Regions from separate parts of the Mus musculus genome. Here all the other regions are linked to region 1. A link is a contact called in public HiChIP or PLAC-seq and promoter capture Hi-C data. All regions are on one chromosome and are shown on one strand. The core of a region is the stretch at or near the end of the contact, and the rest is flanking DNA. Distances in the headings are between cores, read along the strand shown.

Region 1 (7,694 bases), core at 2,921-5,420:
TAGGCAGTGGGTCGGGAGGCTCCGGTTGGGGAGGTGTCCCACGATAATGACCCCACCCCTGCATACAGGAAAGGCGGGAACAACAAGTTGATCAAAGTCTTCCACCGGGATGGTCACTATGGCTTCTCAGAGCCCCTTACCTTCTGCTCCGTGGTGGAACTCATCTCCCACTACCGCCACGAATCACTGGCCCAGTACAACGCCAAGCTGGACACACGCCTTCTCTACCCTGTGTCCAAGTACCAACAAGTGTGTGCTGCGCTGGGGGTTGTGGGCCTCGGCTGGGCCTGGGTTGGGAGGGAAGCACTGATGGTTGTGTTTGGGATCCAGGACCAGGTGGTGAAGGAGGACAGCATAGAGGCTGTGGGCGCCCAGCTCAAGGTCTACCACCAGCAGTACCAGGACAAGAGCCGCGAATATGACCAGCTGTATGAAGAATACACACGGACCTCCCAGGTACCTGGGCTCTGCACATGGGGGGGGGGGGGGCTGAGGTACAGAGGGATAGCCCAAGCCAGTGTGTGCTCCCCCAGCACTCAGTGCTACACCCCATTTCCTCCCAGTGCTTCTTACAAATCTAGGTTTGGGATTCCCAAAAATGAATATAAAGCAAGGATGGGTTTGTAGTGGGATTTGTAGGCTGAGTCAGTTAGCTGAGTGCAGCCAGCCAGCACTATTGAAATACGGTTCTCAGTGAAGGAGACAGAGCAGAGTTACCCTTCACTCCTGATAACGGACGGACGTTAGGGACTTGTGGGCAGAACTGAGCTCCACCCCATCCCCAGGAGCTGCAGATGAAGCGCACAGCCATAGAGGCCTTCAACGAGACCATCAAGATCTTCGAAGAGCAGGGCCAGACACAGGAGAAATGCAGCAAGGAGTATTTGGAGCGCTTCCGGCGAGAGGGAAATGAGAAGGAGATGCAGAGGTGCGGGGGTTCCTCCTGTGCATCCTCTGGTGGCCACGGGGCAAGAGGGAATGGAAGGTGGCTCTCACCGAGGAGGCTGGTAATCACTGGAAATGGAATTCGGAGGGTGCATAGGAGTTCGCCCTGCCTTTTTCCTCAGGATCCTGCTGAACTCCGAGCGACTCAAGTCTCGCATCGCGGAGATACACGAAAGCCGCACGAAGTTGGAGCAGGATCTGCGGGCGCAGGCCTCCGACAACCGTGAGATCGACAAGCGCATGAACAGCCTCAAACCTGACCTCATGCAGCTGCGCAAGATCAGGGACCAGTACCTCGTGTGAGTCGCACCCTCTCCTGCTCACCAGGGGGCGCTCGTGCGCATCACTGCTGTGCTGGGTAAACCACGTTCTGAGCGCCCCTTTGGGCCGCCAGAGATACTGCACTTGGAACCCACTCTGGTTTACCTCGGTTTCCCAGGCATTGCTCACTTACCTCTCCCTTGTCAGGTGGCTCACCCAGAAAGGTGCCCGACAGAGGAAGATCAACGAATGGCTGGGAATCAAGAACGAGACTGAGGAGTGAGTGATGTGCTGCAAGGGGCAAAAGGACTTCATAAAGGGAGGGGGTACTCGCGTTGGTGGTGGAGGATGAGAGCTCTCCAGGCAGTGGCTCCTCTCCTGCTTCACCCCACAGCCAGTATTCACTGATGGAGGATGAGGACGCCCTCCCCCACCACGAGGAGCGCACGTGGTACGTGGGCAAGATCAACCGCACACAGGCGGAGGAGATGCTGAGTGGCAAACGAGACGGGACCTTCCTCATCCGGGAGAGCAGCCAGCGGGGCTGTTACGCATGCTCCGTGGTGTGAGTGCTGGGCTATGGGTTGGGGTTGAGTCATTTGTGTTGCGAATCCATTGTGTGCATTGAGCACCCATTTCCATTGTGTGCTAGGCTCTGTTGAGCTTGGCAGTGAAGAGGGGGAGAGGCAGGCATGGCTTCTTCTCTGAGCAGCTCTTTTGGCCACGCAGGGTGGACGGCGACACGAAGCACTGTGTCATCTACCGCACAGCCACCGGCTTCGGCTTCGCAGAGCCCTATAACCTGTACGGGTCCCTGAAGGAGCTGGTGCTGCACTACCAGCACGCATCACTCGTGCAGCACAATGACGCACTTACCGTCACCCTCGCACACCCTGTGCGTGCCCCCGGGCCTGGCCCACCGTCTGCAGCACGCTGAGCGCCCACCTCGCCTGCCTCCCTGTCCATGTCTGTCTCCAGATCCCCTCCCCTGGTGAACACGCGCAGGAGGCCATCCCTCCCGCTGCGCCTGCCATGTTTACAGAGGCTGTGGGGCCACTGGCCTGGGCGCCCTGAGTTCTTCAAGCCATATCCCCGGGGTTAGAAAGGAACCGCGCTAGGTGGTTTCCAGGAACTCAGGCCTGGACACTCGGGGCCGGGCGGGACCCGCCCCGCGGACCCCAACTTCCCCTCTTAAGGTCGAAGTGAAACCAGTCACAGGGGGTTACCCCGCAGCTGCCGAGAATCTTCCCCACTCTGGCGGGCAAAATACAAACTCTGGCCCTCGCCCAGGCCCTGCGCTGTTCTCCAGACTGTGCAATCGCCTCCCCTTTGGGACAAGGGCCCTGGGTGTGTCCCTGCTCCCTGGACCCCATACCTGCCCAGGGCGGATGGGCAGCAGGTTTTGTACGGTACATTTATTGATACGAATATGAAACATTGTACCTGTTGGCTGAGTGTCTTTGGGGACTGGAATTCCTAAACCCTGTTGCGAACGACAGACTTTGTCCTGCCAGTGGCCATGCCCCATACCCATGTCCTGGCCTGCCAGGGACCCTAAACCCAAGAACAGCCCCTCTTCTGCTGCCCCAGCTCCAGGGTGCTCGGACAGACACAAGCTGTGACGCCCATGTCGTCCTTAACTTCCTCATCAGGAAGAAAGGCAACAACCTCCCAGCCACCCAGGCGGGTGTCGCCTGTCCCTAGTCTCCCTGATTTGTGAGGGGAGACCAAGCTCTGGCCCTCTGCACACTTGCTGACCAGACCCCAGGATCTGTGCTCATTAGCAAAAGTCCTGCACTAGGGTAGGAACACATCAAGACTTAAGCCCATGAGTACTTTGCCAAGTGCTCCCATTCCCCCTCCAGCGCGTTTAGGCTCAGCTAGGACAGTAACGGACAGAACCCGTCCCTGACCCACTACCCTATGGGTTCAGTTGGCCTTGGTCCATGCTGCATCCTGCAAGTGACCTAAGACAAACAGCACCTTGTGACCCCAGAGCCTGGGAAGCTGAGGCACAATCACAAGCTTATTAGCTGGGGAGACAAATCAACAAAAGAGAAAACAAATGTTATCCGTACTCGTGGCCTCAGGGGTGGTCTCTGCCCAGCTTGCAGAGGGGTGAGGGTTGGAATCAAGACTTGGTTAGAACAGAACTCAGCATGTAGCCATCCCAAATCGCCATCCCCTCTAGCTTGCTGTCTCCTACACAGAAAACCCGGTTTTCTCACGCTTGGAGCTGGAACTTTTCCTGCTGGTGCTGCTGTTCTGTGGCCTGTCACTGCTCCAGGGACCCAGGGTTCAATTCTCAAACTGACTTGGTGCAGAGGCTCTCACAGCATGATCCTTTCCTGGCGACTCTATCCACAGTCATGTGTCACTAGCACCCCATTTCACAGACTGGGAAACCGCAGCTGATGGAAAAGGACAGTGTCTGGAGTCCAGGCACATCTCCAGTCTCACACTCAGTTGCTGGAAGCAAGTACCTCAGCTATGTCCTCAACCCAAGCCAGGGCCCAGAACCAGAGATGGGAAGTTGCCCTGCCTAAGCTAGCTTCTTTGCTGTGGCCTGAATCAGCGGAGGTGGGGGGATGTGCCGGGCGGGCGGGGCTGGCTTGCTGTGACCTGGAGTCATGGCAGTAAGAATTAGTGATGAGAATGTGTCACTCCCCCACCTCCGCTGGGCTCTGGGGAAGAACATGAGCCTCCTGTCCCTCGGTCTGGTCGTCACTGTCTGGAGTCCCCCTTCCCATGCCTGATCCAAAAACTTCACGTGACCAGACATGCTAGCCGCGGAGGACTGGAGGCTGGACAGAGTCTTGTGGCCTCGTGATTTGGGACCAGCACCTGGCTGGGGCGGAGCCTTCAGGAAAGGAGTCCCAGGGTTAGAAGGAGCCTGGATGGGGCGTGGACTTAGTGGGTGGGGCCTCCACTTGCTTAAAGTCTCCCGCCTTCCTGGCCTGACCAAGCAGTCCTGCCAGCTTTTTCCTCCGCAGCCATGTCCTGGTCTCCGATCCTACCATTTTTGTCCCTTCTGCTTCTGCTGTTCCCACTCGAGGTTCCCAGAGCAGCCACTGCGTCCCTTTCGCAAGCATCCTCCGAAGGCACAACCACCTGCAAGGTAGGGACCGCAACGCAGGAAGGGGCCCAGGGTCAGATGCCCGCCAGTCTGTCAGCTTAGGGACTTCTCTGCACTTATTCCGTGAACTCGTTTTGGGGAACTCCAATGTCTTCAGGGAAAGCTGTCACGCCCAGGGCCGCCACCCCTAATCCAGTCCCTGAACTCTGAGTACCGTGTCCACGTCCTTTCTCTTCCCCATCTCAGGTCTGAAAAATGCAGCTATCCCCTGCCCGCCTTGCCTGAGCATTTATCAACCACCTACCGGATATGTCTGAGTGAAGAGCTGAGGGATGGGCACGCGCACGGGGTGTGTGTATGTGTGTGAGGGGGGGTGTTCTGCTCCAGACCTGTTGAATCACTGTCTGGTCTCCACCCTCACACAATTCTTGTCGCTTACGGTGTGCGTTCCAGCCGAAGAAGAGAGGGGGCTAGCGTGCTTCTGACCTGGAGCAAACACATGCCCCGCACGCCTAGATCCTTGCTCAGACTCGGCCCGCCCTCCCCGGGGACCGGAAGTCTCTGCACGCATCAGGCACCTTCTGTGTCTAGTCGGGCATCAGACTGGGTGAAGTTTCCCTGGGTCCCTGGAGAGGAAGAATAGAGTCTTCGTGGGTGAAAGGCATCGCTGTGATGCGCAAAATTACAGAGGTGGGGAGGGAGGAGGGACGGAGAGAGATCAAGCGAGAGAGCATGTATTTGGCTTCAGAGTGTGCATCTCTGAACAGACAAAGCTGAGCGAGAGAGCAGCAACTAGAAATATGCATATCTTTTTTTTTTCTTTTACTTTATTTTACTTTATTTTGATTTGGTTTGGTTTTCTGTTTTGTTAATGGAGGGGACAGAGTCTCAGTGTAGGGCTGACTGTCCTGGAACTCACTATGTACAGCAGGCTGGCCTGGAACTCTTCCTCTGCCTCCCGGGTGCTAGTGTTGTCTTAGCACTTCCTGAATATAGTTAAAGATTGTGCATTCGCTGAGCACCTACTGTTTGAGAGCCTGTCAGGTTCCGTTTTGTAGATAAACTGTGATTGCGGAACAGGATCTAGAGTCTCGAAAACCTCAGAGGGGGAAAAAAAAGCCTGGCGGTGGTGGCGCACGCCTTTAGTCCCAGCAATTGGGAGGCAGAGGCAGGCAGATTTCTGAGTTCGAGGCTAGCCTGGTCTACAAAGTGAGTACCAGGACAGCCAGGGCTACACAGAGAAACCCTGTCTCTAAACCCCCCCCCCAAAAAAACCCTCAGAGGGCCCGGGATGTGGCTCACTGGGAGACTGCTCCCCCAACACGTGCAAAGAAACCTTTAGTCCCCAGTGCCACAAGGCTGAACGAACTATAAGGGTCTTGGCATAGGGCTGCCCTCTTCAGGGGTGACCGGGGCCATACCTCACCAGACACCTCTCTTCCTTTCAGGCCCACGATGTGTGCCTCTTGGGGCCACGCCCATTGCCCCCTTCACCACCTGTCAGAGTCAGCCTGTATTATGAGTCCCTGTGTGGAGCTTGTCGCTACTTCCTCGTCCGGGATTTGTTCCCAACCTGGCTGATGGTGATGGAAATCATGAACATCACCCTGGTGCCCTACGGGAATGCACAGGTACTGGGGGCGGGGCAAAGAAACTGAAGCAGGAGGGATGCCAAGGGACAGGAACACCTGGTCACCTGAGCTCACCAGGAACACCTAGTCACCTGAGCTCACCAAGATCCATTGCTATCTTGCAGGAGAGAAATGTCAGCGGTACGTGGGAGTTCCACGTGCCAGCACGGGGAGCTGGAGTGTAGACTGAACATGGTGGAGGTAAGCTGGAGTGCGGACCTGCGGTGAAGGGAGGCGGGATTGGCCACTTTCTCTGGACAACACTTGCCTGCCTCTCCAGGCCTGTCTGCTGGATAAGCTGGAAAAGGAGGCAGCGTTCCTAACCATCGTCTGTATGGAGGAGATGGATGATATGGAGAAGAAACTGGGACCGGTGAGTTGTTGGGTGGGAGGTTGTGCCGCCCTGGCTCCAATATCTAGGCAGGGGATCCATTCCTGAGCCACGCCCCAGGCCCTCACTAGGGGGGTTCTAGGCAGGGCTCCTCCCCAAGTCACACCCCTAGCCCTTGGCGTGACTTTCCCTCACGTAGTTTCTATACAGGAAAACCTTTAGGTCTATGAGCAAAGCCTGGGATCTTCACTATTTGTAGACACAAGACACAGGTGACAGGAGATAAGCCAGGCCGAGCCTGCTTCCCAGAGCATTGTGGGAAATAACGTCCAAAGGTTCACAGCTCTCCAATCACTACTGTGGCTTATCAAACAAACGTCAGGCCTCCCAGCCTCCTGGAGCCTGCGGGACACTCCCAGCCCGACTCCTTTGGTAGGACTGGAGAGTCAAGGAGCCTGAGCACCAAGGAGACACCAAGGAACAGTAGGGTGTTGCCAGCAGAGGGATCGGCATGTAAGGAGGCCCTGAGATAATGAGATACCAGGGGGCAGAGGCTGCAAATCCGGTGTTACTGGGAGGCAAGAGCACCCAAAGACTCAGCTTCAAGGAACCTCCACCCAGACGGACAGTGAGAGGGGAGAGGTCTGTCTGGGGCCACTTGGGGGCTGATGGCGAAATGACTGAACAATGTGTCCCCCTCTTCTCACAGTGCCTGCAGGTGTATGCTCCTGAGGTGTCACCAGAGAGTATCATGGAGTGCGCCACAGGAAAACGGGGCACACAGCTCATGCATGAGAATGCCCAGCTCACAGATGCCCTACACCCACCCCACGAGTATGTGCCCTGGGTGCTGGTCAATGAGGTAAGAACTCTCTAGCCAGCCAGGGCAGCACAGTCTGAGTTCAAAGCCCCAGAGTCATGTAAAAAGCATGGTGGTGTATTCCCCAGCACTGAGTGTTGCTACAGCAGTGACTCCAGGCTCGGTGGTTAAGAAAGCTGGCCCTCTTTGCAGATGACCTGGGTTTGAGTCCCAGCACCAGCTCCAGGGATCTACCGCCCTCTTGTGGCCGCCATGGGTACTACATAAACATTGTGTACACACATACTTGGGGGCAAAACATCCCTACACATGAATAAGATAAACAAATCTAAAAATAAGATTTTAATTAGAAAAAAGACACCAAAGCCAAAATAACAAAAGACAACAAAGATCCTCCATTTTGAGCTCTGGCCTCATACACAAGAGTCTTTGTCTGAAAGATCCCAAAGCAGAGTGACAGATCAGCCGCCCTGCCTAGGTCAGTACAAGTGAGAGTGTTCTGGAACTATCAGTGATCCCCCTACGTCAGCTCCCAGGCTCATTCCTCTTACCCAGCTGTGCTTACCCATGTCTCCTGTGATATGCAGAAACCTTTGAAGGACCCCAGCGAGCTCCTGAGCATAGTCTGTC
Region 2 (7,694 bases), core at 3,591-6,090, 930 kb after region 1:
CACACACAATAAAAAAGAAATAAAAATTAACTTCTTAGCCTTAAAATAAGCACTCTTTGAAAACTGTCAAGTAGACAGGAGTGACTGAATTCCTTTGTGAACACTGGCCACCTCGGGCCACCAGAATCTCAAATCTGGGGTTGTGCTGGGTCACAGATGCCTGAGGCCCACACCCGGGCAGAGCACAGCTCTCAGCAGCTCTTTCCAGAACAGGTCACAGCTAGTTCCCCAGGACACACCCAAGTGTTCCTTTAGTAGTGCCCATCCTTGGGGTCCATCTTTTCTCTCCTCAGAGCCTACTCTTCCAGCCTAGTGGTTCTCTACTTTCCTAATGCTCGACCCTTTAGTAGAGTTGGTGACCCCCACCATTAAATGATTTTCGTTGCTATTTCATAACTGCAATGTTTCTACTGTTATGGGTCATCATGTAGATAATCTGGTGTTCTACCCACAGGTTGTTTTAGACTCTCTTCATTGGCATTTTACCAAGTGCCTAATACCAGTCACTATGAGAAGTCGACGAACAACAAAGGCCCTCTTAGAGATTAACCAAAGGGCACCCCCAGGAAAGATGTTCCTGCCCTGGCTTCAGTTTCCTCTTTGGAGCACCGGAGTCACCACTGACTGTCCAGCACCTGACTGGTGCTCAGAGAACAGGAAAGAGGAAGGTAGGGCTGTGAGAGGAGACATACAATATATGTGTTGAGCATATAATGTAGAGATGTAGGAAAACCCGGGGCTGCTGTGTGGAATACTGGCTGGGGCTGGGGTAAAAGCAATTGCTCCTGCAAGCCTGATGACTTGAGTTCACTCCTCAGAAGCTGCTGCAGAAGGTGACAACAGGCTCTTCAGTGCTGTCCTCTGATCATCACATGCACACCACAGCATGTGTGCGCGTACACACACACGTACACACACATCCTAATAACAGATACAGTTTTGAAATCGGGATGGAAAGAGCTGGAGGCAAGGAAGTACTACTAACTCTCTAGAGAGAGACTATAACACCAGAGTCATCATTCCCTGCTGAACAAGGGAAGTTTGCATTTGCCCAGCAGGAGCACAAGGTCCTGGTACAGCACAAGTGGGAATGGGTTGTTGGCTTGTTTGTAGGCAGGGTCTCAGGAATCTCAGATTGGCCTCAATATGTAACAAAGGTGTGCACTGCCACAAGAGGTCTACACTGCTGGTGACCAAGCCCAGGGCTCCTTGCACGTGCACTGGAGGCACAGACTCTCCTCAGCTAAGCTGTACTCCCAACCCCACAATTCTTTTATAGCTTCCCTTAGTATACTAATCTCACTGTAGGGCTACAGAGTACACACTATCAGACCCTAAGGAACCCCTCTCACCTCAAAACAGACCCTTTCAATAAAGCCTCTTCCTCCAGAAGGAACTCAGCACTTTTTTCTATTTTCTAATCATTCCAGTAGGTGTGAGCTACACGGTAAGCTGCCTTATAATGTGCATTTCAGCAACTCTGACTAGCTGACACTGGACTTGGGGACAGGAGACTGGTGGTCTGAAAACTGCTTTGTTTGTTGTTTTTCTCTATGGAAACTGGAATGGTGGCTGGGGAGATGACTAGGCCGTGAAGAGCCGGGGCTGCTCTTGCAGATTCCGGTTCCATTCCCAGCATCCACACAGCAGCTCACCACTGTCTGCAATTGCAGTTCCAGGGGCTCAGATGCCTTCTTCTGACTTCTATGGAGACCAGGCACATACCTGATATACATACATTCATGTGGGCAAAATACTCACGGGTTTAAAAATAAATCTTTATAAAACTCCAGGACTTCTTTCTTTCCTGGGAACATCTTTTTCCCTGGCTCCTGGGACCTCTGGAAGGTCTGTCACTCTCCCACCTGGCTTTCCACAGCATGCTAACCCTTTCCTTATAGCTTCGCCACAATTGTATATTTCTACTTCCTTTCTCTGTCCCAAATCCCCAAGCTAACAGTGCTGGAAGCAAGGACAATGTCAGTACCCAAGTACAGTGCCTTGCACATAGTAAGTGCCAACAGGTATTAAGCAAGTTCATTTTAAACTTGGGACTAGCAAGATGGGACTAGCAAGATGGTCAGCGGTTAAGAACATTGGCTATCAGGTAGGGGTGGCACACACCTTTAATCCCAGCACTTGGGAGGCAGAGGCAGGCAGATTTCTGAGTTCAAGGCCAGCCTGGTCTACAGAGTGAGTTCCAGAACAGCCAGGGCCATACAGAGAAACCCTGTCTTGAAAAACAAACAAACAAACAAACAAAAAAAATTGGCTATTCTTGCTGAAGACCTAGGTTCAATTTCTAGCACTCAACCATTTGTAACTTGAGTTCTAAGGAATCTGATAACCTCTGACCCTCTTGGGCACCAGGACTGTGTATGGTAGACATCAACACATGTAGGTAAGATTCTCATACATGGAAAATAAAATGATCTTTAAAAGCTTCTGTTAAAAGTAATAAAAATGGGTTCTCAAGTCAGATGTGGTAGTGTGTGCCTTTAATCCCAGAACTCAGGAGGCAGAGCAGGAGGATCTCTGATTTTGAGGGCAGCCTGGTCTATACAGTGAAACCCTGTCCAGGAAAAAGAAAAAAAAAAAAAAAAGAGGGTCTGTTCAGAGACTGGAGGGACGGCTCAGTCAGTCAGGAAGTGGCTGCCTTGAGTTCCCTTGAGTCTATCGCTATGATAAAGCTTGACATGCTGTAATAGCATCTCTAAAGCCCATGCTGGGGGCGGGAGAAGGTCAGGTAGAGACAGAAGGATGCCAGGAACTCACTTCAGCTAATCTGTCATTTCTGCGCTCAGTGGAATCCTGTCTTTAAAATACAATAATTAAGCAGGGCAAGGTAAGGCCGGGCAGTGGTGGCGCATGCCTTTAATCCTAGTAATTGGGAGACAGAGAGAGGCAGGTAGATTTCTGAGTTCGAGGCCAGCCTGGTTTCAGGAGTTCCAGGACAGCCAGGGCTACACAGAGAGACCCTGTCTTGAAAAAACCCACAACAATGGAGGCAGGGTGTGGGCACCAAACAACAGCTCCTGAGGTAGCCTTTGGGGACCTGTGCAAGAACGGACTCCTGGCTTCTTCCCCTTCTACATCTCTGGAGCAGCAATTCTGCAGCCACTCCAAGTCTATGGAACCCAAGGCAGGGAAATAACCCAAATCCCAACTTGACCTCATGAACCAGAGTGGAAGGGAAGAACTGACTTTCTCAGGGCTTCTGAGACTTCATATACATGCTTCAGTCCATAAATAAATGTAAATGCAAAAGCCAGAGCATGATCGAGGAAGACCGCTGATAGTGACCTCTTACCTCAATACACACATGCGCGATGTGGACCAGCATGCACACGTGCACATACACACAAAGCCACATCATCACACACATATATGAAAGAAATGCTTTAAAATGGGTCCCTGAGTGCTGGCCTAGCATGCACAAAGCCCTGTGTTCAGCCTGAGCATCACACGAGCTGGGTGTGCTGGTACATGCACTCAGGGAGGCTGAGGCAGGAGATCATCCTGGACTGTATGTGTTGTATGGAGAGTTTCAGGCTAGCCTGGGAAACATGAGGTCCTCTCCCAAACAAACAGACAAATAAATATAAAGAAAAGGAATCCTTGGGATGTGGTTAGTGGGTGGCGGATGACTCTCACCCCAGCACTCTGAAGGTAAAGACTGCATGATCAGGAGTTCAAGGTTATCTTTTGTTTGTTTGTTTGTTTGTTTGAGTCTCTGGATGGTTCTAGCCAGGGTTTCTCTGTGTAGCCCTGGCTGTCCTGGAACTCGCTTTGCAGACTAGGCTGGCCTCGAACTCAAAGATCCTTCCAAGGTTATCTTTTAATAAGTTTGAGGGATGGAGAGAGGGCTCAGTGGTTAAGAGCACTGACTGCTCTTCCAGAGATCCTGAGTTCAATTCCCAGCAACCACTTGGTGGCTCACAGTCATCTGTAATGGGATCTGATGCCCTCTTCTGGTGTGTCTGAAGACAGCTACAGTGTACTCATATACATAAAATAACTGACTCTTTAAAAAAAATGATGAGTTTGAAGCAAGCCTGGTGATAAAAGCTCCTGCCAGGTTGGGGGTGGGTACACTGGAGAGAGAGCTTAGTGGTTTAGTGTACTCGCTACACTCCCAAAGAACTGGAGATCTCTACTCACATGTCGGGAGCACACACACATACACACAAAGAGAAAATAAAAACTATAAAAAGACGGGTGCCCTCTATGTCCACCCAGCTCCCCATATCCGTTCCTGAAAGTTCTCAACGGATCCTGTATCAGATCATTCTAGTACAGGCTCTTCAGTAGCTTCTCTTCCACTGTGTGACTTGCAAACTTGCGGTCTTTGCCCTACCCCAACCCTACGCGTCCGCCAATAATAGATCACTTAACCCTTCCAATGTCTCCTGTTCCCAGGGCCGGGCTTTTACCTCCATAACTCTGATACCCTCTTTCCTCACGAAGTCACCCTTTAGTCCAGGACAAATTCTTGTATCCTTCATTCCCTCTGGCCCAAGATCACTCCGCCTGTCCATCACTCCAAGCTCAGCTGCACCTGTCCCATCCTCATCCCGCCTCCGCCCCTTCCCTTCCTGCCCGGGAGCCGCACCTGGCCTGAGCCTCGTCCAGGCTCTGGTCGGTGATGGCCATGATCTGCTGCAGGACGTCGCTCGTGTCATGGCCTAGTGGAGCTGTGGTCGGCAGGCGGCGCGGGGCGGGCTGTGGCGGCACGGGACGCAGAGGGGCGGCCATGGGCTACAGTCCCGAGCGAGCGCAGAGGGACAGGTCCCGCCGGGCTCTCGCGCTTGCGCAGCAGCCAACCGCCGCAGACCCAGGGACCACGCCTCCTTCAAGTCCACTAGCCAATAAAACGCCCTTTTCATCTATCTTCGCCGTGCATCACCCTCTCCTTCGCGATGCGCCCCAAACAGCTTCTCAACGGCTGCTGAGGGTTGAGGGTTGTCTAGGAAACAGGAATTCTCTTCTGATCCTCCCACCCCTCAGGACACGCCCCCTGTGGGCGCCGTCACCAATCAGCACCATGCACTGTTCCCCCTCCTCAGCGACTAGCTAGAAACTTCCTTTCTCAACTGCCAGTAAGAAAGGAACCCCATGGTTGGGGTTGCCATGGTAACGACTACCGCCTGCATTTGCTTAAGTCTGGTGCACTTTATGGCTACCTTCCCCATCATAGGCCCTCGTCCCTTGCTTACTCCAGTGCCTCTGCCTTCTCTTTAGTCCTGGATCTGTTTAGGTTATCACTTCTTCACAGGGCCCGGGTTCTTTACAGTCATTCACATCTGAGTTTACTTCCTCAGAGGCTTGCATCCTCACTGTTTGCTCCCCATCTTCATATTTTTCAAAAATTTCAAAAATTTGTGGGTGGGCAAGGCGACACATGCCTTTAATCCCAACACCAGGGAGATGGATCTCTGTGAGCTCTAGGCTAGCCTAGGCTACATAGTTTCCAGACAGCCAGGGCTATACAGAGAGACCTTGTTTCAAAAATAACTTGAGACAGAGTCTCTTATTGCCCATGCTGTCCTCAAGTTTGTTATGTAATGAAGGTTGCCCGAGTTTGCTATGATTGGAGCATGATCTCGAACTTTCTTCTACCTCTAACTCCTAAGTGCTGGGATGAGTGCTGTGTGCCACAGGGCCCTGTTTGTGTGGTGAAGAGGATGGAATTCAGGGCAGCAAGCATACCAGACAAAACCCTACCAACCTAACTATATCTGTACCCTAAATTTTCAGCGTCTTGAGTCAGTGCCTCATATAGTTCAAACTGATATCAAATTCACTGGTAACTGAGAGTGCCTTCCCCTCTCCTCACTGCCCTGGCTACTTCCTCAGAACTGTGGGTCTTCCTCCTCATAGCTCCCCACAGCTCCTCAGAATTCCCACTCCCCAGTCCTGCCTCTTCCTCAAGGCCTCTCACACCTGAGTCCCAGGCTCCGCAAAATTTCTGGTCCTTTTCACAGTCCCTCCCACCCCCCGCCCTGGGGTTCTCCCAGCAGCCCTCAGGGTCCTCCACTCTATGACTCCTCAGAATTCTTCTGGGCTGGTGAGATGGCTCAGTGGGTAAGAGCACCCGACTGCTCTTCTGAAGGTCCAGAGTTCAAATCCCAGCAACCACATGGTGGCTCACAACCATCTGTAACATGATCTGACTCCCTCTTCTGGTGTGTCTGAAGACAGCTACAGTGTACTTACATATAATAATAAATAAATCTAAAAAAAAAAAAAAAAAAGAATTCTTCTGACCTCAAGAGCATCAATGTCTGCAATATTTGACTTTTTCTGGGGAACTGCTCTGGGATAAGAAGTTAACCTGACCAAAGAAACAACTTCACTCAAGTCCAGTTTTGTGAACCAGGGACTTTATTGAGGTTCCTCCCCAATGCATGGGCAGCTCCAGCAGAAATGTATCATCTTCCCTCCCCCACCTTCATTATGGGTCTATAATCTTTATTGAGGAGAGTGGTCCTATGCATATGTCCTGTATTTGTACAAAAACATATTAGTGGTCCAAACTTGTGAGGTCATGCATGAATGAACGCAGTTCTTGATTCAACATGGCAATGACCATATCCAGCCTGGAGGGGTATGACTGTTTCCCATAAGTCCTGGGCCCCTCGAGCATAGTCTCCTTTGGCTGGTCACCAGAATCCTGTTATAACCGTATGGACCTTCCATGCTTACCCCAACTCTGAATAAAGATACAGAGACATGTTTATTTATAAATGCCTAGGCCTTATAGCTAGGCTTGTTCCCAACTAGCTCGTACAACTTCTACTAACACATTTATATTATTCCATGTCTGCCTCATGGCTTGTGACCTCTCGGTCTCTAGTACTGGAGCCTGCTTCTTCCTCCATGTTGGGCTTCTAGAGCCTGACTCCTTCAGAGTTCAATCTCTCCCTGCAAGTCCGGAGCTGGCAGTCTCCGGCTTCACTATAGGCCAACAGCTTTTTATTAAAACCAGTCAGAAGGGGAGAGAGGGGTGTTAACAAAACCAGCATCTGGGTAATAGGAAGACATGCTTTATACAGTGCACAAAAAGGTTATCCCTCCACCGTGCCTTTCCCTAAACCTTTCTGTTTCCCTTTTACCAGGCTTGGGGGGGGTGGGGGGACAGATGAAAAGTGTAGATTTGTGTAGATGGCAGGAAGGAAGCTAGAATCCAGTACCTTTCTCCACTGGAGAAGTTAACTCTATTGTTTTATCAAGATCCAACGTGGGAGTGACCTCAACCTGTTTGTTCTTTTAAAATTTTGTCATTGTGTGTATGTGTGTGCGTGCATGCACACACACAATGTGTTTACACACCACAGCACAAGTGTGATGTGTTTGTACATCATAGCCCAAGTGTGGAGGTCAGAGAACAACTTTCAGGACTTGGGTCTCTACTACCATGAGTCCAGGGATTGAACTCTTGTTGCCAGGCTTGGCAGGAAGCGCTTCTCCCTGCTGAGTTCCTTAGATCCAGTCCTTCCTTCCAACCCCAGCATTCCAGGTCTAGCAAATGCTAGCACATGGCTAAAGAATGAAGACTTTGCCGAATATCAATGCTCAGGTGTACCCCAAGACAGAGAACTCTCACAGGCCTTTTGTCTCTCTTGTTTGTGAGTCCTAAAAAGGGACACACACACACACACACACACACAAATCCCTCTCTAGAGATACAGAGC
Region 3 (7,694 bases), core at 2,128-4,627, 870 kb before region 1:
TTCCAAGGACCACATCCTGGATGGCCCTGCACTGAGACATGGATTCTTATTGCTTTAATGAATGTTTATTGTAAGGCCAAATGTGGCCAAATGTGGGCAGTTGCTTGACTGCGAACTTGATTGCACAGAATGAATGTATCAGGGCCTCTCCATGCCCTGAATGGGTCTTGGTGTTATGACTGGAGCATAGGGTATTTCCACTCCCAGTCACTCCTGGAGGCACTGTGGTCAACGATGTATGAGTTTACATGTGATCATGCAAAGCATGTTGTGTGTTCTGGCCTGAGAGGTTCCTGAATGTGTGAATTGATTGGTTTTTTTAATTATTATTTTAAATGTCTGCAGAATCAGTCTGCAGGTCTAGAGTGAGTATGTGTCTGTGTGCATATGTGTGCTTGCCTGTGTGTATGTATGGGTCTGCCTGGGTGGTGTGTGTCTGAGTGTGCAAGCATACGTATCTGTGTGTGCATGTGTATGTCTGTGTGTGCGTGCATATGTGTGAGAATGTATGTATGTGTGTTCATGCACATGTTCTCCTGTGTGTGCATGTCTGTGTGCAAGCATGTGTGTCTGTGTGTACATGTAAGCATATGTGTTTATGTGTGTGTGTGAGTGTGTGTGTGTGTGTGTGTGTGTGTGTGTGTGAAGGCACTTGGAGCTTGCAGGACTAATCAGGGCATTTCAGGCCTCCCCAACACTGGCTTGGGGCATGTGGGGGGTACAGAGACCTCGAGCCCTCCCTCTCCTTGCCTTCTCCTGTAGTCGGGGTTATAGCCTTCTAGGAGTCCCCAATATGTGCAGTGGTCAAGAAGTCTACATTCAGAGACAAAGGTAGATGCCTCAGATGGGAGGCACTAGTATCCACTTCAATGACTGGGGGGAGCTCACCCTATGATTCCAAGGGGCAGGGAAGTCCCACTGAGTATCCTCCCAACACGCATCAGAACTCTGACCTCCGCCTGGTTCTCTCCACAGGGCAGGGTGAAACTGCCAAGCCACTCAGACGTAAGCCTGGCCTCTCACTGTCTGTCTGGCTCCCACCCCATCCCTCTTCCTCCCTGCCCTTCCTCTCTGTGGTCCGTGCCGTCGGGGGCATCCTGTGGCCCTGTCTGTTATTTCTTCTTCCTCTGTCTGTCTGACTTGTTTGTTGGTGGGTAGGGAAGGGCAGTGGGAGGCGTGGAGGGTGCTCAGGAGGGCCCCCTGCTTTGCACTGGAGCACAGGTGGGTGCAACAAGGGAAACTGAGGCTCAGACAGGTAGGCTCTGGTAACTCCAGCTCACAGCCTCAGGGAACCCTAAGACTACAGGGCTGTAGTGCAGCAGAAGCCGCTCACTGAGCACTCACGGGGCCAGACTGTGACTTTTGTCCTGATGTGTGTGTGAGGGCCTGGTTTCCATCCCCAGCAGGACAGAATAGCACAGAGTGACAGCCTGAAGTCTCAAAGCCAGGTGGTGTTTCCAAACATCCTCTGCTAAACAGGCCAACCATAGCCCTGGGCCATCCTAGCTGGTGGAGCCAGCTTCCCTCCCACAAGTTACTAATTAGCATGGAGATACCAGGCCCAGAAAAGACTAGGCCTGAGGTCTTGCAGTTCAGTGGAGAATCTGAGGATGGGACCCATTCTGCCAGGCATTACCTGTGATGAGACCAAGACAGCAAACAAGACATCAAGGAATTACACATTCTTTCAAGGCCATAGGGTGGCTGTGACCACCATCTAAAGGGGTAGCAGTTTCAGAGGGGTTAAGTCACCTATCCAGGGCTGCATAGCCTGGCTGGAGTTTTCACCAAGACCTGCCTGGCTCTGCATAGCCATAGTTGGCATCTGGTGGGCATCTTGGGGAGAGGGGAAGTGTATGCAGATGCCAGTATGTGAGGAGTCTTCCTGATGCTCAAAGAGTCCTCCACACCACCCCCAGGGGTGACCAGGGGAAAGGAAATTCCCCCAAGGTGGGTCCCTGAATGCCCAGCCTGGCTCAGGACCCATTGCCACTAACAAGCCCATCTCTGTCCTCCCTCATCACGCCACACATGGACAGGCGGCCACATGCCTGTTTCTCTTATGTCTTCCAGTTGTGAGGTCATGGTGGGTATGACAGGGTGGGCAGTCTTCCCAGAGAACCGGGCTTCTCCTGCAACAAGGTGCCATGTGCCCCTGGATCTCACTGGAGCTCCTGATCCTGCTGTCCATGGGTCTCAAGCATTGCTTGAACCTTTGGACAGGAACCAAGTTGGCAGTTGGGTTTGGGTCACTCAGGATGGGGAACTATTTAGAAAACGCACACTCTCACCCGAGCTACCTGCTGTTTTCCACAGGGGACACAAATGATCTTCAATGCTGCCAAGGAGCTGGGCCAGCTGTCCAAACTTAAGGTGAGGGGGCAGAAGCTCTCAGGAGAAAGACTAGGAACAGATCAACAGGCAAAAATCCCTGCTCCCAGACCTGAATCCCACTTAAAATGTCCTTGAGTATAATGGATCAAGGATACAGATCACTTGATCCACAGCATGGAAAGCAAAGGCTCACAGTGTAAAAGCTTTGCCCACCTAACCTCTCCCTGCCATCCCCACAGGATCACATGGTGCGGGAAGAAGCCAAGAGCTTGACCCCGAAGCAGTGTGCTGTTGTTGAACTGGCCCTGGACACCATCAAGGTAAGGGAGGGGCTACAGAGGGTTTTAAGAGAGGGCATGAGAAAGTGGGATTTGAGGAATGCATAGGAATTTACAAAGTAAAGTATATGGGTAGCGAGCAGGGAGTAACTTTCCATCTGTGCATACAGTAAATACAGTGGTCCTGGGGCAGCTGTGGCCTGGTGAAGATGGGGAGGGTGAGAGGTGCTGGGAGCCATCTGAAGCCTCACTGTGTCCACCCTCAGCAATACTTCCACGCGGGGGGCGTTGGCCTCAAGAAGACCTTCCTGGAGAAGAGCCCGGACCTCCAGTCCCTGCGCTACGCCCTGTCGCTCTACACGCAAGCCACCGACCTGCTCATCAAAACCTTCGTGCAGACGCAGTCAGCGCAGGGTAAGGGAATCTGGTGCTTTCTTCCCGAGCCAACCAGAGTCTCCCCGCCCAGCCGCAGGCTCCTCCCCTGAATGACTGACAGAACTCCATGGGGGCGGGGCATCCGACATCTAGGCACCAAAGGTGATTCTTTCAAGACAAAGAAACAAGGGGTGATGGGCAGCCGTTGGAGGGAACCTCACTGACTCCAGAAGCCAGGATTTTAAAGCTTCCAGGGCAACGGAGTGACTGTCATTGAGGGGCGGGACCTGGTTGTCCGCTCTGGGGCAGGACTTCTATGGTACTCTTAGAATAAGAGAAAATTGACAGCTCTAGGTGAAATCTGATGTCATGGATTCAAAGCGTGGCTTCCTCCTTGGGGGCGGGGCCTCTGCGCTAAGTCAAAGATGTGGAATGATTGACAGGTCTAGGAGGTTCAAGGATCTGGCCCTGGGAGTTGTGGGGACCTGGGAGGTGCTGGGCCTCAGGTCTCCCCGATCCCTCTGTCTGTCTGTGTTGCTTCTGTCCCCGTCCCTCTGAGCTCTCTCCATGCAGCAGCTGAGGCCACAGGGCAGGGGTCCAAGGTCCTAGTATCTCTCTCTCTCTCTCTCTCTCTCTCTCTCGGGACCCCCGTTCAGAATTACCCCAAAGGTGCCATCTGGGCAGAGGTTGGTGACCTCAGGCTTTGTTCTTGTGGTGGAACGAGGGAGGTTGTTATCCATGGCCCCCAACCCCGCACAGCGGGTGGAGCCCAAGCCTCAGTTTCCTCTCCTGTTCTTGTTGCTTTTGGTGTCCCTAGTGTTCCCGGAGTGGGAGGCTGTCTGTCTGTCCGTCCGTCTGCACTGACGTTTCTTTCTCTCTCCCCTTCTCTCTCTCTCTTTCTCTCTCTCTCTCACTCTCTCATTCTCTCTTGCTCTCTCTCTTGCTCTCTTGTTCTTCCTGTCACTCGCTGCCCCCTTTCTGCGCCTCCCCCCCCCGCCCCCCCCCCCGCCACGTACACTCCTCCCTCCTCTCCTCCTCCCTCCCTGTCCATCCTGGTCAGTCCATGGTGGAAAAGGGACTAGGTTTACCCTTAGTGAAGACGTTTGTCCTGAGATGGGTACGTGCCTGCGCCGCCCGCCACCCGCACGCGGTGCCCGGTGCCTGCGCCCTTCCCCCTGCCCGGCTAGTAAGACCCCGGCCTTCCCGCACGGGGGCGCCATGTCCTCGCACATGGGGAAGGGCGGCTTGCTGGCTCCACCCAGGGAAGGAGTCCCCATCCCTTTCTCCCAAGACACACGCATCCCAGGCTGGGCCTGCGGCTTCCATTCCCAGAAAAGCACAAGAAAACTAAACAATGAAGTGTGCTCAGATCCTAAGTCAGCCATTCTGCAGCCAGCCTCCTCCCTGACTGTTCTGTCCCCTGGAAAACAGGGATAGTCAAGATGGACATTTCCAGGTGTGCCTGATGGCACAGGCCTGTGGTCCCTGTACTTGGGAAGCAGTGATAGGGGGATCACATGTTCCCACCAATCTTAGTCAAATACCCGCCCCCATCCAAAAAGAACTTGCATCCTGTCCAGTCTTCCCACAGGCACCTGAGGTTTCCTGTGGTTGAGGGTCAAGGCAGCCTCCTTCCCCTACAAGAGACTCTGGTTATGGTGGGAGGGTGGAGTGTGTGACAGCCCCTTCCTGGTGGAGCCAGCAAACCTGGGGTGGGGGCTGGCACCGCCCCCTCCTCACTTCTTACTAGCCTGGGCCTTGATCTGACCTTTTACACAACCCACCATGTCTAACTCCCCAGCACCCCACCTCTGGCCCGGACTGAGCTTGCTGAAGCATTGGCCTGGGGGGAGGGGGCTGAGCATGTGACTGGGGAGGTATCTGAGATGATATGGGTGACCACCTGAGGTGGACAGTGCTGGGGCCATGAGCGCAGGAGTCTCCTGGCCGCCCTGTTTCCTGATCCCCATCACTTCCTGTCCAGCACAGGTAACCTGGATGGACCTCTGATGATCATCTTGCCTTCCACATTCTCTTCCTTGCCATGCCCGTGCATGGGGTGCCCTGGGAGTGGAGAGCTGCCTGGGGCGGGGCGGGGCTGGGTGGGGTGGGGGGTATTGATGAGGTGCTGGTGGCCACAGCCTCACAGGCCCTGGGATGTGCATCTGAGTCACAGGTCTGGATGGTTAAAGCAGTAGTTTTTAAACTGACCCCTCATGAGTCCCCAGCATAACCAGCATGACACTTAATGGTGATTGGGAGGAGCCCTGCACATGGCTACCACACAGACAAATTAGTTGACTAGGAAACTAATATTAGGGGTTTGTTGACATCAGGAATGGCTGGATCCAGATTCCAATGCCATTGGTCAATTGGTATCCTTGGAGACCTTTGTGGCCAGATTACAATAAAAATTAGGAACTGAGTTTCTATTAGCCCAGCCTGGATCACATGACCATGCAGAGGGCAATCTGCTTCCCGGGCAGGAAATGCCCTATGTGGACTGTTGTAGCTCTCTAAGTCACCACAGCTTTTGAAGAGCTGCTCAGTGGGAACTGAAGTTTGCCAGTAGATCTGGAGTCAGGACAGGGGCGACAGAAGCTGTCATGTCAGAGGGCAGGGCATTCTGGGAGGCTTCAGAAGGCTGGGAAGGAGCCTGTGGGTGGGGCACTGGACTCTAAGGGCCTCTTGGGAGGGAGCCTGCAAGAAGACACAAGTGCTTCCTTGGAGCCTGAGATGGGAGCCACGGGAGGCTCTTGAGCAGAGGAGGGATGGGCTAGGCCAGGCCGTTTTTACTGTTGTATTGGTGGCCGAGAGGGAGGAGAGCCGACCCTGGGAAGCTACTAGCCAGGGTGTCAGGGTGGGAGCTGGGCCAGGTCTGTGCAGGACATGAGCAGATTCCAGATACATTTTGAAGGCAACATAGTCAGGACTTTTCTGGGTCCCACCACCTCGGGCTAGTGTGAGGACAGGGAATTGGGTGGACAGAGGCGAGAGGGAGAAAAGCTGTGGAAGAGTCGGCAGCACTGACAGCCAGAGAGAATCATTGAAGCAGGCTCAGGAGGCGGGAGAGAGAGCCCAGGAGAAAATGAGGCAGATGCACTCGGCTCAGGGAGGTTAAGAGATTTTTGCCTCGGACCGGGCGTGGTGGCGCACACCTTTAATCCCAGCACTCGGGAGGCAGAGGCAGGCGGATTTCTGAGTTCGAGGCCAGCCTGGTCTACAGGGTGAGTTCCAGGACAGCCAGGGCTATACAGAGAAATCCTGTCTCGAAAAACAAACAAACAAACAAACAAACAAAAAAAGAGATTTTTGCCTCAAGTCACACATCAAAGCAGCGAAACCCCACAACTTAGGACTCTTGGCTTCCTAGTGGCACCTGCCATCCCTCCCCTCAGTGCTTCGGTGACCTGTGGCTGCCAGCACAGGGTGGGGGAGGTGACTGAGGGTGCTCCTGGTGGGTGGGGAAGAGCCTAGTTCACATCAGGCATCTTCCCTGTCCCACCCAGGCTCTGGTGTGGAGGACCCTGTAGGTGAAGTGTCCGTCCACGTGGAGCTGTTCACACATCCAGGAACTGGGGAACAGAAGGTCACAGTGAAGGGTGAGTTGGCCCGATGAGGGAAGGAACCAAGTTCAGACTCACTGAAGGTCAAGGGCAGGGAATTGATTTCTTTGGTGGTTTAGAAAATGGAAAAATCCTGAGCTAAATCCTTGTCAGGCTTGGCTGCATCCGGGAATTCCAACAGGACCCCAAGCCTTAGTCCCTCTTCCCCCGTCTCCTGTCAGAGAGGCTTGCTGGAGTCTCTTTCTGACCTGAAAAACCAGAGAGTGGTTTTGTCACACGAGGAACATCACTAGACTTCCCCTCTACCCCAACAGTGGTGGCCGCCAATGACCTCAAGTGGCAGACTTCTGGCATCTTCCGCCCGTTCATCGAGGTCAACATCGTTGGACCTCAGCTTAGCGACAAGAAACGCAAGTTCGCCACCAAATCCAAAAACAACAGCTGGGCGCCCAAGTATAACGAGAGCTTCCAGTTGTGAGTCGGGTGGGGACACCCTCAGATGAACCTCGGGACCAGTGGGTGCCACTGGTGCCCAGGGGTGGTGGGCACAGCCATTGCCAAGGTGCAAAGGGGGACTTTCGGGTCACCGTCCCGTTCTCAGATAGGCAGGTCCCTGGGGAGGTGATATGCTTGGGGTAGGAGTAGGAGGGAAGAGAAGATGGGCGAGAGGATCCTGGGCGCGGGAGTGAGGTCACAGAGGTCAGGGCCTAAGAACAACTGGCCTGCTCCGGCCAATAGCTTTGTCATTTAGAGTAGTTGGCTCGAGTGTGGTGCAGGGTAGGGATGGCCGCCATACGCGGCAGAGGTGGGTACTGGGGAGATGGGATGATAGTCGGGGGCTACAGGAGGCTGACTGGCGTGGCCCGATCCCAGGAAACTGAGCAGAAGGCAGGGTGCAGCAGGGCCGGGAATGGGGCGTGGCCAGAATGGGTGGAAGGAGTGGGCGTGGCCGGAGCCCAAACTCAAGCTGCTGCGCCTTAAGGATCTCAGCTGCGCTGTGGGGTTCACTTAGTCGCCTGCCCTACGGGATGCGCTGGGCAGATCGGGTCTGGGCTGTGGGTTTCCTAGTGGGCGTGGCCTAGTTGGAGGGCTTTTTCTGGGCGCAACCTGGGTAGCGTGGAAGGGGTTCTCTAGCCAACTT
Region 4 (7,694 bases), core at 3,184-5,683, 700 kb before region 1:
TTTTACTTGTACTGTGGCTGCCCTGGCACTCTGAAGACCAGGCTAGCCTCAATTTCACAGATCTGCCTGCCTCTGCCCCACCTAGTGCTGGGATTAAAGGTGTACACCAGCAACACTCAGCTTTTTTTTTTTTTTAAGATTTATTTATTATATGTAAGTACACTGTAGCTGTCTTCAGACACACCAGAAGAGGGCGTCAGATCTTGTTACAGATGGTTGTGAGCCACCATGTGGTTGCTGGGATTTGAACTCCAGACCTTCGGAAGAGCAGTTGGGTGCTCTTACCCACTGAGCCATCTCACCAGCCCCCTGACACTCAGCTTTTAAACTTTACTTTTCATACATGGGTTCTGAACTAGCGCTGTGTGGCATGAAGCTAAGGCTTCCATTGTGCTGTCTTCTTCTATGGCTCCCCACCTCACTGACTGGCCTGTTCATTACACTGTGTTGTTGTGTGTGATGAATGTGTAGGGGGCAGAGGACCCCTCTTACCCACCTTCACATGGGTTCCAGTATCAACTCAGGTCACCAGACTTGACTGGCAAGTGCCTTTTCATGCTGAGCTATCCCACTGGCCCTCGTTCACTTAGAAATAGGAATTCATGAAGTCCAGGTTGGCCTTACCTTGCTATGTTGCTAAGAATGATTTGTTCTGATCATCCTGCCTCTGAGACCCTGGAATCTCAAGTGTGCTTCACCGGGGTGTGTGGGGTGCTAGGTATGGAACTTGGGTTGTTCCATGCTGGCCAACTGTTCTGCCAGAGGCATAGCCTCAGCCCCTTCATTTATATTTTATGACAGGGTCTCTCACTGAACCTGGAATTGGACCATTTTGGCTAGACTGGTTGGCTAGCAAGCCCCCAGGATCTGCCTACCACTGATTCCCAAGTGCTTGGGCCACTGATATGTCTGGCCTTTTGTGAGTATGGGGATATAAACTCAGGTCTTCAAGCTTGCACCATAAACAGTTCACTCACTGAGACTCTCTTGGATAATTTTTTATGTCAACTTGATACAAGCTAGAGTCCTTGGAGGAGGGAGCATCAATTAAGAAAATCCTTCCATAAGATTGGGTTGTAGGCAAGCCTGTGGGACATTTTCTTTTCTTTGAGACAAGGTTTCTCTGTGTAGTCCAGGCTGGTCTCAAATTCTGAATGCTGGGATTAAAGGTGTGTGCCCCAGCTGGAAGAAAGGACTGGGTCTGCAGGAGGGATTGGATAGGGGGTAACTACAACATAGGGGGGAAGCCTGAGGGACCTGGAATTTGGACCCCTGAGGTAGGACTAAAACCTTGGGCCTCTGGAGAACTATAGCAGGTGTTAGAGCCAGACTTAGGGCAAAATCTGACACTGCCTACCTATCCTCCCCACAAGAGTGCCATGTCTGGGAGGAGGGTCAGGAATTCAAGGCCATCATGGCTATACATTTTTTTTGTTTTGTTTTTGTTTGTTTGTTTGTTTTTCGAGACAGGGTTTCTCAGTGTAGCCCTGGCTGTCCTGGAATTCACTCTGTAGACCAGGCTGGCCTCGAACTCAGAAATCCACTTGCCTCTGCCTCCGGACTGCTGGGATCAAAGGCGTGCGCCACCACACCCGGCACATGGCTATGCATTTTATTAATCAGAGATTATTGGGGAGGGCTCAGCCCATTGTGGGTAGTGCCATGCCTGGGATGGTGGTGCTAAATTCTATAAGAAAGCAGGCTGAGTAAGCCATGAGGAGCAGGCTGAGCACAAGTGGCACCCTTCCAAGGCCTCTGCATCAGCTCCTGCCTTCAGGTCCTGCCTGACCATCTTCAGAGATGGACTGTTAACTGAGACAGAATAAATTGTTTCCTCTACCAGCTGTTTTTGGTAGAAACCAAACTAAGCCACAAGTAAATGGCATATACAACATATAAATACATCAATCTAAAACAATGCCACACTGGGTGATTTAAGAGTGGTGCTGGCTTCCGATTTGGCCCGATGTCTCGTCTGTAGTTAGTAACTGACTGTCCTCTCCTTTTATGGTGTGCATTCCTGGGATTGAACTTAGGTCCTGAAGCATTATTTAGCAAACGCCTTTACCTGCTGAGTTATGTCAGCAGCCCCTGCCTTGTCATGAAGGGACCCGTTGTCTGATGGGTCACGTGGATTTAGAGCTGGGGTGTTGGAGCACATGGGGGTCAGATCTGAAATAGAAACATAGAGGCCACAGGAACTGAGAGAGAATACTTTCCTGTATGGGGACACAGAACCTATGAACTAAAAGCCCTGTTGGAGTCCTGGGGTCAAGCAGAAGCCCCAAGATCCCTAACCCCGACCAGTCTTCCAGAACTGTAAGTTAATACATACGTAGTGGTTCAAGAAACGTGAATATTTATTAAGTCGGTAATACTTTGGAATGGCTGGAAACGTAGGGGTGGTGTCTGTGTTTTAATGACCCCGTCTTGCAAAGATGCCTTCAAATATATTCACAGAAATGGATGAGGTATCGCAGGTGCTGGTGGTTGGTAAGCAGCCGTCGACGGGGGATGCGTCTAAAAACCTACGAAGGGACAGACCCCCACTTTCAGCTTGCCCCAACTTCTCGCCCTCGGGCAACTCTACCGGCGTCTGAGTCTATTCCCTGCGACGTTGCGCTCCTCAGTGGCTCAGGGACTTGCGGCCCTTCAGCATGCGACGGAGGATGACCTGCACGCCGGCAGGCGTGCTCAGCCGACGGACCCAGCCGTGCTTGTGCTTGCGCTTGATGTTGCTCGGCTGATACTCGTTTCCGCGCGCGCGGCCGCGAGCCTGCTGCAGGGAGAGGAGAGGCCAGGAGTCCGGGAGCCCCATCCAGACTCTGGACTGGAGATACCTGTGGGACCAGAGGAACCGTGAATCTCAGAGAATGTACGCTGTATGACTTTCTGAGCCGCCTTTGTAATGGGCAGGGCAACAAAAGAGCTTGTTTACAAAAGGCGCTACATAAGTACGCATGGTAGTCTATAGAGACCACCCTTGTTTCCATTCTGGAGCAGGGTATCTCTGAACACTCACCTGCCACTCAATAGGGCCACCGATCTGCAGGCCTGGCACCCAAAGCACCGGGCTAGGAAAGCCATATCCAGCGGCGGGTCAATGGTCCGGTCGTCCGGGTCAATGCCAGTTCCTACACTCTGGGCTCCTTGACAATGCCTTCTGGGAAATGTAGTTCTTGTTGCCGCGGGGCCTTCCGGGAGCTGTAGTTCCACACCTGCAGGTGACGATAGTGGGGTGGGGGTTGGGGGATGTCTGTCCTCAGTGGCATGTAGTTCTCCAAAATGACCAGGAGAGGGCGAACGAATGTAAACTCCTGCGTGTGCGTATGACATTCTGTCCCCCTGGCCTTCTGGGAGTTGTAGTTCTTCGCCTCGGCCACTGGTAGAGGGCGCCCCAGAGTGGTGGTGACGACTCTGGCAGCAGTCTGGAGAACTGGCTGCTGGCCTTTTCACCCGCCCTCATTGAAGACGGGCAGCTGGCACGCAGCGGGCTGGCAGCTTCTTGGCGCCCGCAGCCAAGACTTCTCTTGGCGCGCGGCCCGGATGTCCTTGAGTTCCAGCTCTTCATAATCTCGAAAACTCGTGCGTTGTGAATTTGCTCTGGTTAGTTTAATCCTTCAGGCTGGCCTGGGGGAATTTTCTTCCCGCAGCTCAGATCTGGACTCCTGTTCACACACCTTCCATAGCTCTCCACTGTTTAAAGAAGATGTCCAGACAGCCGTGCCAGCAGCCACAGGAAGCCGTACACACCAGCATTTCTGAAGTTCATGGTCCTTACCATGAACTAAATGGTAAAATGGCTAGTTGTGCCTACAAATAATTGAGGCGATGTGTTGAGTACTTATTGTATGTAGAAGGTGTGTAGAAGGGATGGCGACAAGTGTTTGGGCTGCACCTTGAGCCCATGAGCGAACAGCGCGCCAGGGTGGGAAGGTTAGCCTGGGGCTCAGTCTTGGTGTAGCAGAGACCCCATCACTAGGATGCAATTCCCATTCGCTAGTTCTGCAGCAGCTCTGACACTTCTGACACAGCCTCTGGTTCAAATGCCTGCCTTGATGTTTTGTCTGTTTCCCGACCTGAAAGTGTAGAGATTTGGAAGTGTGCAGAACGAGAAGGTCAAGAGACAGAGGGCATACCGCCTTGCGGGAGGCAGAAGCTGGCTGAGGAGACCCTGTCCCAGACAGAGCACATCCACCACACCCCCAAGCTACTCGCTGTCCCTCGACTGCAAGCCCTTCTCGGTCCAGGCTCTAGCCCATCCCTCCCTCATTCCCCCCAAACTCTTCACAGGGGTGGGGCTGCTGCTTGCAGACCGCGCGCTGATCCTGGGAAGAGAAGCCTCTGGTTGGACGGTTATCTAGGCCAGACGGCTCGCCGCTGCCATAGGCCGAGATGCCTGCCCATCTGCTCCAGGCCCCGCCCACGCTGGGTGGGACTTACAGGGCCGGTTTGCTACGCGGCTGCGGGATGCCCCTGCGTTGACCGTCCGGGCCCGCGCCTGTCCGCGCTAATGCGGCCAACCCCGCACCACCATGTAAGCGGCACCTGCAGGTGGACGCTGGCTTCTCCGCCCGGGACCCCTGCGTCCTGCCTCGGGCCCCGGGCCCCTCGATGACCTCAGGTGAGCTGGCTCTGTTCCCCGAGAGAGGAGTCACCAGGCTGCCAGGCCTCCACTGAGGGGTGGGGGGTGTCGCTGCCGGGGGTGGATAACCGCCAAGCTCCGCATTCGTACTGCTAGGATGCTGCGGAACCCCGGTAGCCTTGACCCCACCGCGGGGGTGACGAACTCCAGGGAAAAGCGGGTCGGGCTGGGAAACAGGACTGGCGCTGCGCTTTAGAGAAGCCGCCACAGTCGGGGTTCCACAGCCTTAGAAATGAGGAGCAAGGCCTGCTTTCCCCTCAAGTGCATCCGGGGCTATCACGAGCGGGGTATTTAATGACCATCACTCCAGCGGCGCCCAGGCCGTGATGGAAAAACGAAGCTGGCCCCATCCCTATGCCTCAGACAATGGGGGTGTGCTGCTCCGGTATCCCCTGGAGTTATGTAACCGCCTGTGGTTGTCATGGACACCGGGGGGGGTGGCCAAGGGAACCGGATGGAGGCCCAGAGCCCCCAGTCAGGTTCTGCCTTTATCTTCCTGGCTGCCACTAGGGTTGTGTACCCTTTGAACACAGGATGCTGAGGGCAGCAACCTCCATCAGTTCTCGATACTGTGCAAGTCAGCTCTAGCTCTCTTCTGAACCTGGAGCCGGATACAACCCGAGTTCTAGTGGCCAACATCCTTCCCCCGCCTCATTCGTCACTAGTCAGATTAACACTAGAGGCCTGAGCTAAGAACTTTGACATTTTAGAATAAGAGCCAGGCTTTATGGGCTGTCATCTCACCACCCAGGAGCTTGGGCACAAGGTTGAGGCCAGCATGGACTACAGAATGAAACCCCGTGTAAAAGGTTGGCAGTGATCGGGGTTCACACTAGTCATTCTAGTACTGGCAGAGGTGGAGGCAGGAGGATTGCAAGGAGTTTGAGACCAGTGTACAGCCCAGGACGACAGAATGAGACCTTGTTTCAAAAACAAACCAATGGCATCATGTTGATGCACATCTGTCACCCCAACACTTGGGAAGGTAGAGGCAGGAGGACTGTGGGAGTTCGAGGTTCCCTTTGGTCTTAGGAACACCTGTATGCTCAACCTGCTACAACTCCGGAGGTGGAAGGCAGAGCAAGGTCAGTCTGGGCAGCATGAGGATTTCCAAGCCAGCCTGGGCTACATGAGTTTCTTTCTCAAAAGTAAGCATGCAAACCAGCTTGCATCCATGCTTGCATAAATCAGTGTGTGGATGAATTTGTACATAAAGATACGGATTTGTGAATAAATGATAAACTCCAGCTGGTGGGGCAAGGGTCTCCTTGCAATGGGCTCTTGCTTTAATGTTTTCTCCTTCTGGAAGCCCCCCTCCCCCATGCTCTCTTCAGTATTGTACTAAGGGACACCCTGAGAACTTGTCTGGCATTGGGGTGTCTGGGGAAACCTGGAAGGGGCTTCCAGGTCCTGCTTACCCGATGCAAGACCAGAGCCACCAACACTGAGCTAGCCACTGTTCCTCTCTCCAGAACACACCATGCTGACTGGGGTGACAGATGGCTTTTTCTGCTGCCTGCTGGGGACTCCCCCTAACGCCGTGCGGCCACTGGAGAGTGTCGAGTCCAGTGACGGCTACACATTCGTGGAGGTCAAGCCAGGCCGGGTGCTGCGGGTAAAGCATGCGGGGCCCGCGCCCATCCCCACGCCGCCACCACCACCTCCTGAAGATGATCCAGGGGTCAAGACGGGCCTTGTGCGCTGCCAGCGCCGTATCACAGTGTACCGCAACGGGAGGCTGGTGGTGGAGAACCTGGGCCGAGCGCCTCGTGCCGACCTGCAAGGCCGCAGTGGCTCCGGGGACCCGCCTGCTGCACTCGAGGTTGAGCTGGCTGAGCCCGCAGGAGGAGACACCCGGGCCAACCCAGGCAGCGGGCGACGGCGCCGCCCACGGCGTCCGAAGAGGACCATCCACATCGACTGTGAGCAGCGCATCACCAGCTGCAAGGGTGCGCAGGCTGATGTGGTGCTGTTCTTCATTCACGGAGTCGGTGGCTCACTCGCCATCTGGAAGGAGCAGCTAGACTTCTTTGTGCGACTCGGCTATGAGGTGGTGGCACCTGACCTGGCGGGCCATGGAGCCAGCTCTGCGCCGCAGGTGGCAGCTGCCTACACCTTTTACGCATTGGCAGAGGATATGAGGGCCATCTTCACACGCTATGCCAAGAAGCGCAATGTGCTCATCGGCCATTCTTACGGGTAAGATCCGAGTGGGATGCTCACAAACCATTCCCTTCCCCCTGGAGCTAGGTTGAGACAGGGCTTTGTGTACCCCAGGCTAGCCTCAAAAATCATTATGTAGCTGAGGCTGAACTTGAACACCTGGTCCTCCTGCATTTACATCCCAAAGACTAGAATAAAAGCCTTCTATGCTACCCCACGCAACAACTTCTTTACTTGGAAAATGAGATTGGGCTGGGCGTGTGGCTCAAAGCCCCACTGAGGGAGCTGGAGGCATAGTCAGGGTGAAACCTTGCCTAGAATCCTTTAGTGAAGGACAGGAGGCGTGGCTCAGTGTGGAGCCCTGCCTAGAATCCTTCAGTGAGGGGCTGGGAGTAGCTTGACACTAGAGCTCTGACCTAGTCATTAGTATCTGGTCACCTGTGGTAGCAAGTGTGTCATCACCATACTTAGGAGGCTGACATTGGAAGATAGCTCAAAATGTAAGGCGGGCCCCGGCTATGAAGTCGTTTCCAAACCAGGGCTACACTTATAGCAAAAACCTATGTTAAAAACAACAACAACTACAACAACTACAGCAACAACCAAAAAACAAACTACAGGGTATGGGCATGATACCCCAGAACTTCCAAGACCAAGGCAGGAGGATTGCTATGAATTTAAGACCAGTCAGAGCTATAGGATGAGACTTTGTCTCAAAAATCAATAAACAGCATTGAAAGCCAGGCATGGCAGCCCTCATCTACCGCCCCACCCTTGGGAGGCAGAGACAGAATCAGATGTAATGGTCACTCTCAGCTACACAGCTCCCAGACAAGTTTAACATACATGAGGACCCACATCCCTCAACACCGAAGCTGGGAAATCT

Evidence for each region. Promoter capture Hi-C pulls out the DNA fragments that hold promoters and counts their contacts. HiChIP or PLAC-seq counts read pairs in DNA pulled down with a chosen protein or histone mark. Capture Hi-C pulls out chosen DNA fragments and counts their contacts.
Region 2: a promoter capture Hi-C map of liver shows a contact between it and region 1, with 2.9 times the contacts expected there. The contact joins the promoter of Pbx4 here to the promoter of Ifi30 in region 1. A contact is called at or near these places in 1 of 39 promoter capture datasets (liver) and 1 of 115 datasets of contacts at active chromatin or transcription factors (pancreatic cancer cells).
Region 3: a contact with region 1 is called in an H3K27ac HiChIP or PLAC-seq map of microglia, with 6 times the contacts expected there. The contact joins the enhancer-like site here to the promoter of Ifi30 in region 1. A contact is called at or near these places in 3 of 39 promoter capture datasets (cranial neural crest, hippocampal neurons and liver) and 8 of 115 datasets of contacts at active chromatin or transcription factors (astrocytes, bone marrow-derived macrophages, embryonic stem cells and 3 more).
Region 4: a contact with region 1 is called in a promoter capture Hi-C map of liver. The contact joins the promoter of Abhd8 here to the promoter of Ifi30 in region 1. A contact is called at or near these places in 7 of 39 promoter capture datasets (the 3T3-L1 cell line, cranial neural crest, hippocampal neurons and 3 more), 1 of 15 datasets of contacts at CTCF or cohesin (embryonic stem cells), 8 of 484 Hi-C or Micro-C datasets (LSK cells, cerebellar granule neurons, embryonic stem cells and 4 more), 14 of 115 datasets of contacts at active chromatin or transcription factors (the NIH/3T3 cell line, Th17 cells, astrocytes and 9 more) and 1 of 9 other capture datasets (liver).

Annotation. Positions count from the first base shown.
Region 1 is chr8:70,763,139-70,770,832 of GRCm38.p6, reverse strand. Ifi30 (interferon gamma inducible protein 30) reads left to right here and starts at 4,170. Exons shown (of 8, transcript NM_023065.3): 1 at 4,170-4,324; 2 at 5,731-5,913; 3 at 6,039-6,068; 4 at 6,070-6,114; 5 at 6,194-6,286; 6 at 6,954-7,106; 7 at 7,652-7,694. The coding sequence starts at 4,202. It overlaps 6330537M06Rik (a long non-coding RNA gene), which reads right to left. Exons shown (of 2, transcript XR_003947402.1): 2 at 3,258-4,908. It overlaps Pik3r2 (phosphoinositide-3-kinase regulatory subunit 2), which reads left to right. Exons shown (of 16, transcript NM_008841.3): 10 at 69-249; 11 at 331-456; 12 at 786-928; 13 at 1,068-1,244; 14 at 1,414-1,485; 15 at 1,601-1,771; 16 at 1,936-2,657. The coding sequence ends at 2,143.
Region 2 is chr8:69,829,770-69,837,463 of GRCm38.p6, reverse strand. It overlaps Pbx4 (pre B cell leukemia homeobox 4), which reads right to left and starts at 4,840. Exons shown (of 8, transcript NM_001024954.2): 1 at 4,613-4,840. The coding sequence starts at 4,755. Lpar2 (lysophosphatidic acid receptor 2) reads right to left here. Exons shown (of 3, transcript NM_020028.3): 3 at 6,362-7,694.
Region 3 is chr8:71,629,849-71,637,542 of GRCm38.p6, reverse strand. It overlaps Unc13a (unc-13 homolog A), which reads left to right. Exons shown (of 44, transcript NM_001029873.2): 38 at 976-1,005; 39 at 2,317-2,373; 40 at 2,574-2,654; 41 at 2,879-3,026; 42 at 6,497-6,589; 43 at 6,868-7,027. It overlaps Gm39195 (a long non-coding RNA gene), which reads right to left. Exons shown (of 2, transcript XR_870506.3): 2 at 6,281-6,801. Mir6769b (microRNA 6769b) reads left to right here and starts at 6,437; the gene lies at 6,437-6,496. Within about 2 kb of position 3,377, at least 71 of the 459 cell types and tissues checked have an H3K27ac peak or open chromatin away from gene starts, as enhancers often do. A contact at or near this core is called in bone marrow-derived macrophages and microglia, where this site is marked.
Region 4 is chr8:71,460,396-71,468,089 of GRCm38.p6, reverse strand. It overlaps Abhd8 (abhydrolase domain containing 8), which reads left to right and starts at 4,433. Exons shown (of 5, transcript NM_022419.3): 1 at 4,433-4,624; 2 at 6,118-6,844. The coding sequence starts at 4,615. It overlaps Mrpl34 (mitochondrial ribosomal protein L34), which reads right to left and starts at 3,164. Exons shown (of 2, transcript NM_053162.2): 1 at 3,023-3,164; 2 at 2,337-2,840. The coding sequence starts at 3,087. The coding sequence ends at 2,627.